Linked DNA regions of Mus musculus: region 2 is linked to region 1. Evidence: chromatin contacts called from public HiChIP or PLAC-seq data. All regions are on one chromosome and are shown on one strand. Each heading gives the region's core, a stretch centred on a gene start, on an enhancer-like site or on the middle of the called end of the contact. The rest is flanking DNA. Distances are from core to core; before and after follow the strand shown.

Region 1 (5,599 bases), core at 1,930-4,429:
CTTGTGGGGAGAGTACTGAGTGGCTGGCAGCTGGGAGCAGAAAGGTTGTTATCTTTTCATTATGTCTATGTGCCTGTGTGTGGTTATGTGCACACGAGTGCAAGTTCTGGAAGAGTCCGCAAGAGGGTGTTAGATCCCTTGGAGCTGGAGTTACAAGCAGTTGTGAGCGGCTCATCATAGGAGCTGGAACTCAGACTTGGGTCCTCTGTAAGAGCAGTACCGCTGGGCAGTCAATGCTGCTCCCAAAGAGAGATTCCCCCCCCCTTTTTTTTATATCTTTCTGCTGCTTTTAAAATTTAAACCATGCATATATAGTCTCCATTCAAAATAATAATAATAATAACAACAAAGATAATAACCTATTGTGGACACAAACACTGCTATGTATGCATGGTGCTATAAGGTTTGCCTGAAGGATTCACATTTGGGAAAGCCAAAGCCTGGGGTCCAGTCTGGAAGGGAACGGCAACCCACCTGCCATAAAAGTGAGGAATGGACTCTTAAGGTTCCAACGTAGTTCTGATTTTAAGTAACTTTTTACCTCCCCTAGGGTGGACTTAAGATATCTGGACCAATATGAAATGGGGGAAAAGAGGAAAGAGAAGGAACATAGCTCTAAATAACAATAGAAGCCAGAGCTGAACTGGCCCCTGTATGTGACTAAAGCTCTAGGGCTGGCTGCAGAGAAGCCATCTTGTGTTATTGCGGGACAGAGCCTGCTGTTGTGAGTGGGTCAGGGTTGGAGAGTCCAACACTGCTTCAGCATCGAAGCTTAGCTGATCTCTGTCCCTCTTGGTCTACCTAGCGTGATCATTTGCCCTTATGAACAGCAGAAGTCAAAGACTACCAACTCTTCAAACAGAAGAACCCTTTCCCTCTCCTTCCTTCCTTTCTCGGTTCCTGATTTAACCAGTATCAACCTGTCTCTTGGCTTAATAGGTTGCTGCGTTGATCTCCTCCTCCTTGGAAGAAACCACTTGACAGAGCAACTTAGGAGAGGTTTACCCCGGCTCACAGTTTATAGGGAACAGCCCTGTTGTGACAGAGGAGGCAGGGAAGCTGGAGAAGTTCCTTCTTGTGGTAGCAGCTTGCAGGTGTTGCCTCTCAGGTCTTGGAAGGTCAGAATGCAGAGAGCTCAAGCTAGTACCAGAAGAAATTTCAACTTTCTGCTCCTGAGATTCTCCTAGAGGCTCCACAGCCTCCCAGAACAGGGGTACCTGCTGGAGACCATGAGTTCAAGCTCTACAGGGACACTTCTCACTCAAACCACAGCCATCAAGCCTTCTGTTAAGTAGAACCAAAAAGCTAGAGACAGGAGGAAAAAGAAGATGCTAAAAAGAACTTTTCTCAAGGTCATGTGGAGGTCAGAGAAAGGAGGGGGAAGGAAGTGAAGGTAGGGTCACATCAATGCCCAGCCAGCCCTGAGAACTGATCTGGAGCAGTTTAGCAAGAAGTAGATCAGCCGAGACAAATGACTGTCTCTGAGCAGGGCCTTGGGGGTGAGGGGAGGGGGGGTCTAAGCGGCAAGAAGCAGGCTAGACCTGAGTCACTGACACAGCCATAACCACGGAGACCCTCCCGTTGCTTCCATCAAAAGTATGTTCGAACTCTGTTTCTCAGTAGCTCATCAGGTGTTATGTCACCCCACCAACACCAACAGCTCACCAGTCGAATGCCAACCGTTTGGAAATAGGCCCTCCCAGCAAGCAAGCTACTACTCCAGGAGTCATGTCCTGTATAATGCTCCAGGCCAAATACAAAGCAAGAAACTGAGGCCCTGGATCCAGGGAGATGGTAACTACACAACTAGATGCCCGTGCTCAGTGTGAGAAGGGCAGCAAGCAGCAAAGGGGGAGATAAATTTAATCGCAAATGCCAGAGGTAGGCACATCTGGGAGAGTCCAGAGCAGGTGTGACCCTGCACCAGACCATGAAGGGAGAGAGAAGAGCCAGACCATGAGGCCAGGAGGATGACGGGTAGACCAGAGAAGGCATGGTAGCTGATGTCCCTGGTTGGCTTCTGCCCTTGGGGTGTCCAGCACTGTTGCACAATGGGCTGGGGAAGGCATGAAGCGTAGCAGGCATGGGTTCCACAAATCTCCATCAGCAAGGGTGCTGGGGAGAAATAGCCTTCTCCAAGACGGTTTTCAGTGAAAGAGCCCCTCGTTTTTGGAGGTAACAAGAGCCATACAGACCTTGGGGAGCAAGTACGGGTTTTCGGGGTGAGTGTACATGATTGGTTGGTGCACAGGTGCTGGGAAGGGTTCTTTTGCATGAAGAATATTTCCAGGTGCTTGCTGGACATGTCCTTATAGGGAGAGAGGAAGCTAAACCTGTGATTTGGCCACCAGGCTACGTGACTTCCTCAAGGGTTGCAGAGGTGGGGGCAGGGTATCCATACAGACTACATGCCCTGGAGCATGAAGACCCAGAAGAGGGGAAGGAGCTATCCTAACTCATGCTGGTCTCAGGGTGAGATTTTCAGGGTTTGGGCACATCTTGCCCTCATTCTTGCTCCAGACTGGCTCCCCCAATCACACAGCTTTCCGACTCCAAAGGTGACCAAAATGGCTGGATTATATAGGGAAGGGCAGCTGGTGTAAAGACAGCCCAGCCCCTGGGCTGGAGAATTTAGGGTAGAGGGAAGGATATGCCAGCCATATCCTGTAATAGGCATAAGTGAGGAGTACTGAGAAAACCAGGTAGCCGGGTCTGCTTTAATATATTAAATAGTAACCTTAGCCATTGTCCCAGGGTTGGGACCTAACATTACAACCTCCTTGTTGACAATAAATGATAAGGGGTGATGTAATCTTTTCTATGACTACGTCCTGCTGCCATCAGAGCATTGTTGTTGAGATCTGGAATGCTGGCCAAGGCTGGGAATAGAGAGGGGAATGTAGGCTGTTTCAATTACTGTCCAGGCTCTGCAGGACTGTCTGAGGCTAGTGAAGTGCAGGCTGGACCACAGGGCTAGCCACACTAGAGCCATCTAAGATACAGAGGCTCAGGATGGTTGGAAATTCTGTCAGAAACACCTAGGGCTGGTGAGTTTGGAGCAGATTGCAGTATTTAGTTGACTGAAAATCGATTGGAACAGATAGACTAGAGACGGAAGATAAAATTAAGGAATTTAGAGGAAAATTTTTATCCAGGGTGTACATTTGAAACTGAGGGGAGTCCCAAGGGGACAGAGAGAGGGAGAAGGAAGGAGATGGGAAGAGGGAAGAGAGGGGCTGAGGGAGAGGGAGGGGGAGAGGGATCCAGCCTCCGGAATAAGGGGGTGGGGGAAACATAAAAGTACTTCTCTGAAGTATGACTTGTGAGAGGTGGATTCAAATTGATTCGCTGAAGCTTTCAAGATGTTTAGGTTTACAAAATGAGATAGAAGTTTTAGATAGGGGCTGGTGAGATGGTTCAGTGGCTAAGAGCACTGCCTGTTCTTCCAGAGGACGGGGAGGGGGCGGGTTTCAATTCCCAGCACCAGCATGGCAGCTCACAACTATCTGTAACTCCAGTTCCAGGGGATCTGACACCTTTACACAGATCTACATGCAGGCAAATGCATGTAAAATAAAATAAAACAAATTTTTAAAAGGTTTAGTTATGTTAGAGATACCACCATTTGTAATCTGTACTGAAATCCACAGTGTAGAAAAGGCAGACCCTTGAGGCATAGTGAAAGCTTGGGAAACCAAATTGATTTGGGGTTAAAAGCTCCTTGGAGTTTCTCTCCATTTAGAGTTTTGTGTTTCTCAGCTGGAGACCAAGTAGCTCTAGGAAAGTGAGGCCAGAGGCCTGATGTTTACTCATGAAGAGAAGAAGGCAGTTGTATCCTTGGGGGAGGAACAGGGTGCTTGAGCTGTTAAAGCTACAGTTAGAGTTCTGAGAAGGATAAATTGTAGCAAGAGATATAATCCAAATGACCTATGTATCAATTAAGATGACAGAGACCCACCCACCACCCAGATCTCTGCCTCAGGCTCCCGTGATGGCTTCGTTGCAGGAAGTGGTCAGAGGCCTTTGGCTGTAATATAGAACAGTCTTTAATCTTCAGCTACCACACAGAGCAGCATCGGCCTTTGACTGCCAGACCCAGGTCTGAGAGGTTTTCCTGTAGAGAAGGGAGGACTAGGGAAAACTGACCTTGCTTTGACCATGCAAAGCAGGGCAATCAACCCAACAGTGCCCACAGCTTGGGTAGACCCTGGCAGCTAGCGAGGTATGGGGCAATTTTTCCCAACGGTTAATGTCACCACAATTCTGGTGTAGTCTTCCTTCCCACCTATCTTCTTTATGGAAAGCTTTTTATTAAACATTTAAATGCCATATTCAGCAGACCTCTGAAGAGCTAAAGGACCATCTATTAAGTATGTCCGGGTTTAGGCTTAACCTCAGAAATACATTAATTGTCCAAAACTGTTCCAAAAATAATTGGAAATATATTAATACATAAAATATTGTATGTCTTAATTATCTTTGACAGTTTAAGTTGGTAGCTTTTATAAGTCTAGGATTTTACAGCTTTATCCCTGTTAAGTTTGAACTTTAAAAAAAATTTGAGTTGAAGATATAGTTGCATTACCTTTAACCTCAAAATAAAACTTTAAACCATAAATACTACAAACTTTAAACCATAAAGACAGGCCATAGGGTGGCTGGGAACTTTTGGTTCACCATTATAGAATATCACAGTTTTGTTTTTGTTTTTTGCATGATTTAGTTTTATCAAAATAGCTAAAGCTTAGCAAAATGAACAAAGGCAAAGGGGCTAGGCACATAATACCATGAACCCGAGTGGACCTTAGGAATTTATGAATCTTATTTATCAGATATATGTTATTACTTGTCTAAAATGAGAGAGCGGGGCCAAAGGGAGACAGTAAGTTTCTTAGCACAGAGACCCAGATGAGTGTAGCAGGCCAGAACCCAGAGATGCAAGATCCAGGCGGGTTCCTTGAAAGGTTGGAGAAGGCTCTAGGAGCCTGAGAGACAGAGAGAGGAATTGTTAGGGGAGAAGTAGCTGAGAAGGCGGGCTCTAGAATTTGGGTCAAATTTGATGGATGACAGGAGCCAGCAGAAACAAATGATCCGGCCATACCTTAGGAGTCTGATCGGCAGCTTGGTTGTGAGAAGCCGAGTTCCTTAGAAGGGAGCTCATATACCCCGATCCCGTGGTTTTGTCACCAGTTGAACAAAAAACAAAACAAAACAAAACAAAACAACAGAAATAAAAAGGAAAGACATGGCCCTCCTAGGAACAGATGGTGGAGAAGGTTTACTGTAGATAAAAAGGGAGAGGACAGCCAGAGGTGGGGACATCTGAGAGATTCCAGAGTGGACATGACCCTGGGCCGGGCCATGTGAGGAGAGAAGAGAGGAGAGAACCAGGCCTAGAGGCCAGGAGGGCAAAGGGTAGACCAGAGAAGGCAGGGTAACCACAATGGCTGGATTATATAGGGAAGGACAGTGGGGGGTGAGCAGCACAGCCCCTGGGTTTAAGGTAGAGGGTTGGATATGCAGGCCACACCCTGTAACAGGTAGGGACTGGTGGCCAGGTCTATTTTGATATGTTAAATGGACACCTCGGTAAGCCATT
Region 2 (5,599 bases), core at 1,033-3,532, 270 kb before region 1:
AGGAGGAGGAGAGAGAGAGAGAGAGAGAGAGAGAGAGAGAGAGAAATAGGGAGGGAGGGAGGGAGGGAGGGAGGGAGGGAGGGAGGGAGGGAGGGAGGAAGGGAGGGAGGGAGGGAGGGAGAGAGAGAGAGAAGCTGAAATCCTACAATGAGTTTCAGATCCGCAGAGACTAGAGGTCACTCACAGGTAACTATGACTCTGAAAGCTGGCTTGGGGAAGGGTAGGGAATCTGAGCTCAGCCTAGCCTGCTGCAGGTGCCAGGAACTAGTTGGAAGGCTTCCAAAATCACAGCTGGAGGCCCTCTGAGGACCAGGGAGAGCCCAACCCTGAGGGACCCCTGAGTTGTGTAGGCTTTATTGGCAAGATTCTGCCTGGTGGGGAGGACCTGGGCTCCCTGAAGGGAAGGGCTGTAATCAAGAAGGGCCAGAGGGCCTAGGCAGGAAACTGCTCTGATCCAACAAGGGGAAGAGGGACACTTAGAAAAGAAATTCTTCTAAAGGCTGCCTCTCATGAACTGCCGCCCCGATGAATAGGCTGAATTGGATTGAAGGGCATCATCATATGTGTGTAGAAAAACTAGGAAGAATGTCACGACGGGGCTGGGGAGATGGCCCAGTCAGAAAGGGACTTTCTACACAAGCATGAGGACACATTTTAAAACTCGGCACGTGGACATTGTAATCAATTTCAATCAATGCTTGAGTGAGGGAGCAGAGACAGGAGGATCTCTGGCCACCTGGTAAGACAAGAAAGCCTGTCTTTAAAATAATAAATAAATAAATAAGTGTGGAACATGTAAGGGGTGGGGTGGCCCCTGGGGGTCAGGACACCACCAAACACCAGCTTCTTAGTACAACTCAGCACAAAGAAGATTTGTTATGCTGGAGGGCTGGGGGGGGGGGGGCCGAAGGGGGTAGGCTTGTTTGTGTCTGCATTAGGCAAAGGCATGGCCAAGCAGCAGCAGGTGCTTTTTCGTGGCTTTTTAAGGAGAAAAGGAGTCTGTGATAGGGAGAGTTGCTAAGTCTTGATTGAACATGTTAGCCAAATAATGAATTTTGATTGCTGGTCCTTAGTGTTTTGTCTCAGGAATGAACTGAACTCAAATAGTGTATAAACGCAAAGAGGGTTTTATTCTGCAGAAGTCCTGCCTGCTGGAGTCTCCTATTACCAAGATAGAGACTCTGAAGTGAGCATGCAGGCCTGATTTAAAGCACCCTAGGAGAATCCCAGGGTAAGTGTTTTACGCTATCTCTGAGGACATTCCATTACCGGGGTGTGGAGGCCACCTGGAAACTGCTGACCCATTGCCCTTGCTTCAGGTCAGGTGGTGGGGCAGTTTCTGATGGCAGGGCAGTTTCTGACTAGCTGCCTGAAGCCTGGGCTTTTAGGCCTAATCTCCTGAACTGCCAATTTGAAGCCGGTCATGGAGTCAGCCTGTCTCATCCAGGGTAGCTTTAGGAATGTAATCTAACAGTTTTAGGGAGAGAGAAAAGTAAAAGCCTGTAGACACCATGTTTGCTATGCTCAGGCCTGCTATCGAGCCAGCCCTTCAGAGAGCAATTGAAGAAGATGCTGGAATTGAAGAAGATGCTGTTGACTTCTGACCTGGGGGTGGGGGGCGTGCACGTGTGCATGCATACACACACACACACACACATGAATAGATAAGACATTTTTTTTTTTAAGTAAAAAGATGAGGCTGGAGAGATGTCTCAGCAATTAAGAGCACTTGCTGCTCATACGGAGGCCCTGGGTTCAGTTCCCTAAGTGCCTATAACTCTAGCTTGAGGGTCTCAGATGTTCTTCTGCTTCCTGGCTAACGTACTTATCTATGGGGAGTGGGGGTGGGGTGTGTGTGGAGCGAATGCTGTCACGGTTCTAAGAATCAACCTGTGTAACAGATGGGGTCAGAGAAGGTCACTCTCCCTACTTCCTCTCCCACCCCCGCTCAGTCTTCTCACCTATCGACTGTAGATAACAGCAACAGTCACAGATCCATGGTTCCAGGATTCCCTGGAATGCCAACAGTAGTGGGTGTGTCAGTCCCTTAGATGAGATGGCAAACAGCCACAGAAGTTGAGCATTTCCCTCACCCCTGTTTACTTAAATCATAATTTAAGCTTACTTTTGACTCCTAACACAAGGAAAGGGTTAAGAGACTAAATGTATTGTCTAGGAAATCCTGGTTAAAAAAAAAAAATTGGTCCATGCTCACTACAGAGGGGCTATCGTTGCACATGTGGCTGCAGTGTGATTCTGGTGTTTGTAATATATTTGCTCTGGGGGGGTGGCTGAATCCAGGAATGGAGAAGCCGTGGGCTCAGAAGTCATGGAGACGGAGCACCCACGACATTACTGAACATCCTCTTTTTACACTATCTCATTTGTTCTTTACTTAAACCACATGTGGCAGGAATTTCTGTTCTTTTACACATTGGGATTTGAGGTCAGGACAGCTCTGCAACTTGTTCCAAGGTACCTAGTCCATGCCTGTGGGTGGCCAGAGTCCATGTGGCCACAGGCTTTGCCAAGTGTTCTCCAGGTCTCTGTGGCCTGTTTCTGTAAGCCTGATTCTTACTGGGTTGTCGACCAAGTGTCCCACGCCCAGCATTTCCCACGCTTGGTGGCTATAAATAGCTGTTTTGTGCTGGAATAAGTCAAAGCCTTTTTCCCTCAGGACTGCAGAAAACACCCCACAGAGGGCCTGCAAAACACAGCTGCCCGAAGCGAACATAAGTAAGCTCGTAGCCATTCCCCCCTTCTTCTTGTGACATTTGAGAGCATCCCAAGCATTCATTTGGGAAGGCTGTGCTTTATAACTGATGTCACCCCTGGGTAGTCACAGACAGTATGATCCAAGAGGTCCTTTTGGGGGGACTCTGGTGACTTTCCAAAGGAGCTTGCAGCCTGGGAAACATCCTCAGAAAGAAACTGGTCCTGGAAGAGTTCGTAGGAGAACAGGACAGGCATCTGGGCTAGCCTGGTCCACTGCACAATGAGTGGGCTAGCCTAATCCACTGCACATCAAACATGGCCAGCCGCAGTTTCCTCTGCTTCCTGAGGATAGTTCTAAGTTTGCCATGATGTTCTTTCCATCTTTCCATGGCTAGAGGCAAGTGCTAACCATCACTTCTCTGCTGCTGGCCGTTGCAGAGATACTCACCTAGAGGGGCGGGGGGGAGGGGGGGTGGTACATGGGAAGTAAGCAGCAGGCCTCAGGGGAGCAAGCTCTATCAATGCAGTGTCTTTTCTCAACTTGTTTGTTCTGAGACAGGGTCTTCCCACAGAGCTCTGATTAACCTCGAGCTTAGGGTGACCCTCCTGCTTCTGCATACCTGCCCCCCCAAAACGTTAGGATCATAGGCATGAACCACGATGCCTAACCATTCTAGACTGTCTTTTAAGTTTTTTTCTTATTTATTTTGTGTGTGTGATATGTGCGTGCCACAGCATGTGTGGAAGCCAGAGGACAACTCTCAAGAATCTTTTTCATTTGTTTACCACACGATTCCTGGAGATTGGAGCCAGGACATGAGACATGTAGGCCCATGTCTTTACCCAGTGAATCATCTTGTCTGTTTCCATACCAGAGTGTACTAATGATAGCTTAGGTACAAGAAGGAAATGTGAAAATCACCACATGAGGGGTTGGAGAGATGGCTCAGCGGTTAGGAGCACTGACTGCTCTTCCAGAGGTCCTGAGTTCAAATCCCAACAACCACATGGTGGCTCATAACCTCTGTAATGGGATCTGATGCCCTCTTCTGGTGTGTCTGAAGATAGCACACTCACATAAAAGAAAGAAAAGGCAATCACCTGGGAGGAAAGTGGTTATCCCCGGGGTGTTTTCAAGGACATCCTGGCACTGCCCTGTTCACCTGCTTCCCAAGGCTGCTCTACCACAGACAGCAGTAGAGTCTCACTCTGAACACTACATTCCTGAGTCACTGGAGTCTGGGTGTGTCACGTGATCCCCTGGGGCCAATATGCACACTTCGGAAGGAGTTCTAAGGCTTCTTCACTGGATAAGGTTTGTAAAGCGCTTAGCCCACGCTAAGTGCTGCTTACGCGCAGCAGACCCTGGGTACTTCCTCTGCGGCTAAGTGACTTCCAGCTGTGCCGCTTAACAGGCTGGGTGTCTGCACAGTCTTCTCAGACTGGGAACTGCAGTTTCTAATCCCCAAAGTGAGAGGAATCATATGCGCTTCAGAGTCATCAGGACACTGAATGAGATAATGCATGAAAGTGTTCTTCGGATGCTGCCAAATGCTATGTAGTTGAAGTCACCAAGGCAACAGCAAGGGGTTTTTTGAGATGGAAAGTTGAAGCACCTACTACCAACAGCACCTTCTAAATCTCCCAGGAACTGTGTGCTAGCAAGTAGCTCCCAAGGATTGACAACCCTTTACACTGCAAAGAGCTGTGGCTGGCTGGGATAGGGGTGAGGGTGAGGGTTGGGCAGGGGAGGGGAGGGGGAGGGCACTGGTCTAGTGCTAGAAAGAGTGACTTTGTTCCTTAATTAGGATCTAGCCTGGTCTCTGGCAGAAGACTGGAAGGAGGTGATTACTTGTGAATAGATGTGTTTATATCACTTCCTCTAACCCCATTGCCAGCCTGCAGAGTGTGCTGCCAGACTCAGGAAACAAAAGCATGGGACATGCTGGGCGGTGGTGGCGCACGCCTTTCACTTCTGGTAGAACACAAGTATTTTATTCTGTCAGAGGCAGTAAGCATGCTTGCTTTAAAGCTTTAGAGTGAGCTGCTCGCTCTATCTCCCAAAGCTGATTTTGTTTTACAGGTCCTTTCAAAGATGGCTTATAGCAGCAGTAGCCAGCACAGCTCTACCTGTAAAACTTGGGTAGCTCTGGCAGAGCCTCTCCCAACAGCAGCTCAGCGTGCAGCTGTGGGGTGGGGGGACAGTTGTGGCTTCTTCCCATTGTGTGTGTGTGTCCTGAGATAGGCACTTGTGGGGGGCTGACATACTCCTTATCTGTTGCCAGCTCTCTGCCCTGCCAGCCTGCTTGCTTTTAATGGGAAATTTGAAGTTGTCTGTCTGATAGCACACACATAAACCTATCAAAAGTAAAGATAAGAGCCTGGCGTGGTGGCGCACACCTTTAATCCCAGCACTTGGGAGGCAGAGGCAGCGAATTTCTGAGTTCCAGGCCAGCCTGGTCTACAGAGTGAGTTCCGGGACAGCCAGGGCTACACAGAGAAACCCTGTCTTGAAAAACCAAAAAAAAAAAAAAAAAAAAAAAAAAAAAAAAAAAAAAAAAGTAAAGATAAATAAGGAAAAAAAGAGATGTGCCTTCTGGTTTCTGTTTATGGAATGTAGAGCTCATTGTTTGATAAAGATGTCATAGGAGCTGAGATAAAGGCAATGGCCCCTGCACACATGTAATCCCAGTGCTTGAGAGGTGATGATAGGAGGTCCTGGTGGAGTTAAAGACATCCTCAGCTTCATAGGGCCATTCTGGGCTACATGAGACCTTAATTCATCCCCTCTCCAAACTGATGGCTTCTTTCTGTAAAAGAACAACAACAAAAACCTGTTTTCTTTGAGGCCTCTGCCAAGGTCTCTGCCCCTGTGACTTCCATG

Evidence for each region. HiChIP or PLAC-seq counts read pairs in DNA pulled down with a chosen protein or histone mark.
Region 2: a contact with region 1 is called in an H3K27ac HiChIP or PLAC-seq map of extraembryonic endoderm stem cells. The contact joins two enhancer-like sites. A contact is called at or near these places in 2 of 484 Hi-C or Micro-C datasets (embryonic stem cells and stem cell-derived neurons) and 5 of 115 datasets of contacts at active chromatin or transcription factors (T-cell acute lymphoblastic leukemia, acute myeloid leukemia, extraembryonic endoderm stem cells and 2 more).

What each region holds. Positions count from the first base shown.
Region 1 is chr2:35,236,146-35,241,744 of GRCm38.p6, reverse strand. The region is part of intron 2 of Gm13605 (a long non-coding RNA gene); the gene reads right to left. Among named protein-coding and RNA genes, the nearest start is that of Gm52553, 13 kb to the right of the region's middle. Within about 2 kb of position 3,179, at least 16 of the 459 cell types and tissues checked have an H3K27ac peak or open chromatin away from gene starts, as enhancers often do. A contact at or near this core is called in extraembryonic endoderm stem cells, where this site is marked.
Region 2 is chr2:35,505,799-35,511,397 of GRCm38.p6, reverse strand. It overlaps Gm35202 (predicted gene, 35202), which reads right to left. Exons shown (of 2, transcript NR_168303.1): 2 at 5,306-5,525. Among named protein-coding and RNA genes, the nearest start is that of Gm35260, 3.8 kb to the right of the region's middle. Within about 2 kb of position 2,282, at least 105 of the 459 cell types and tissues checked have an H3K27ac peak or open chromatin away from gene starts, as enhancers often do. A contact at or near this core is called in extraembryonic endoderm stem cells, where this site is marked.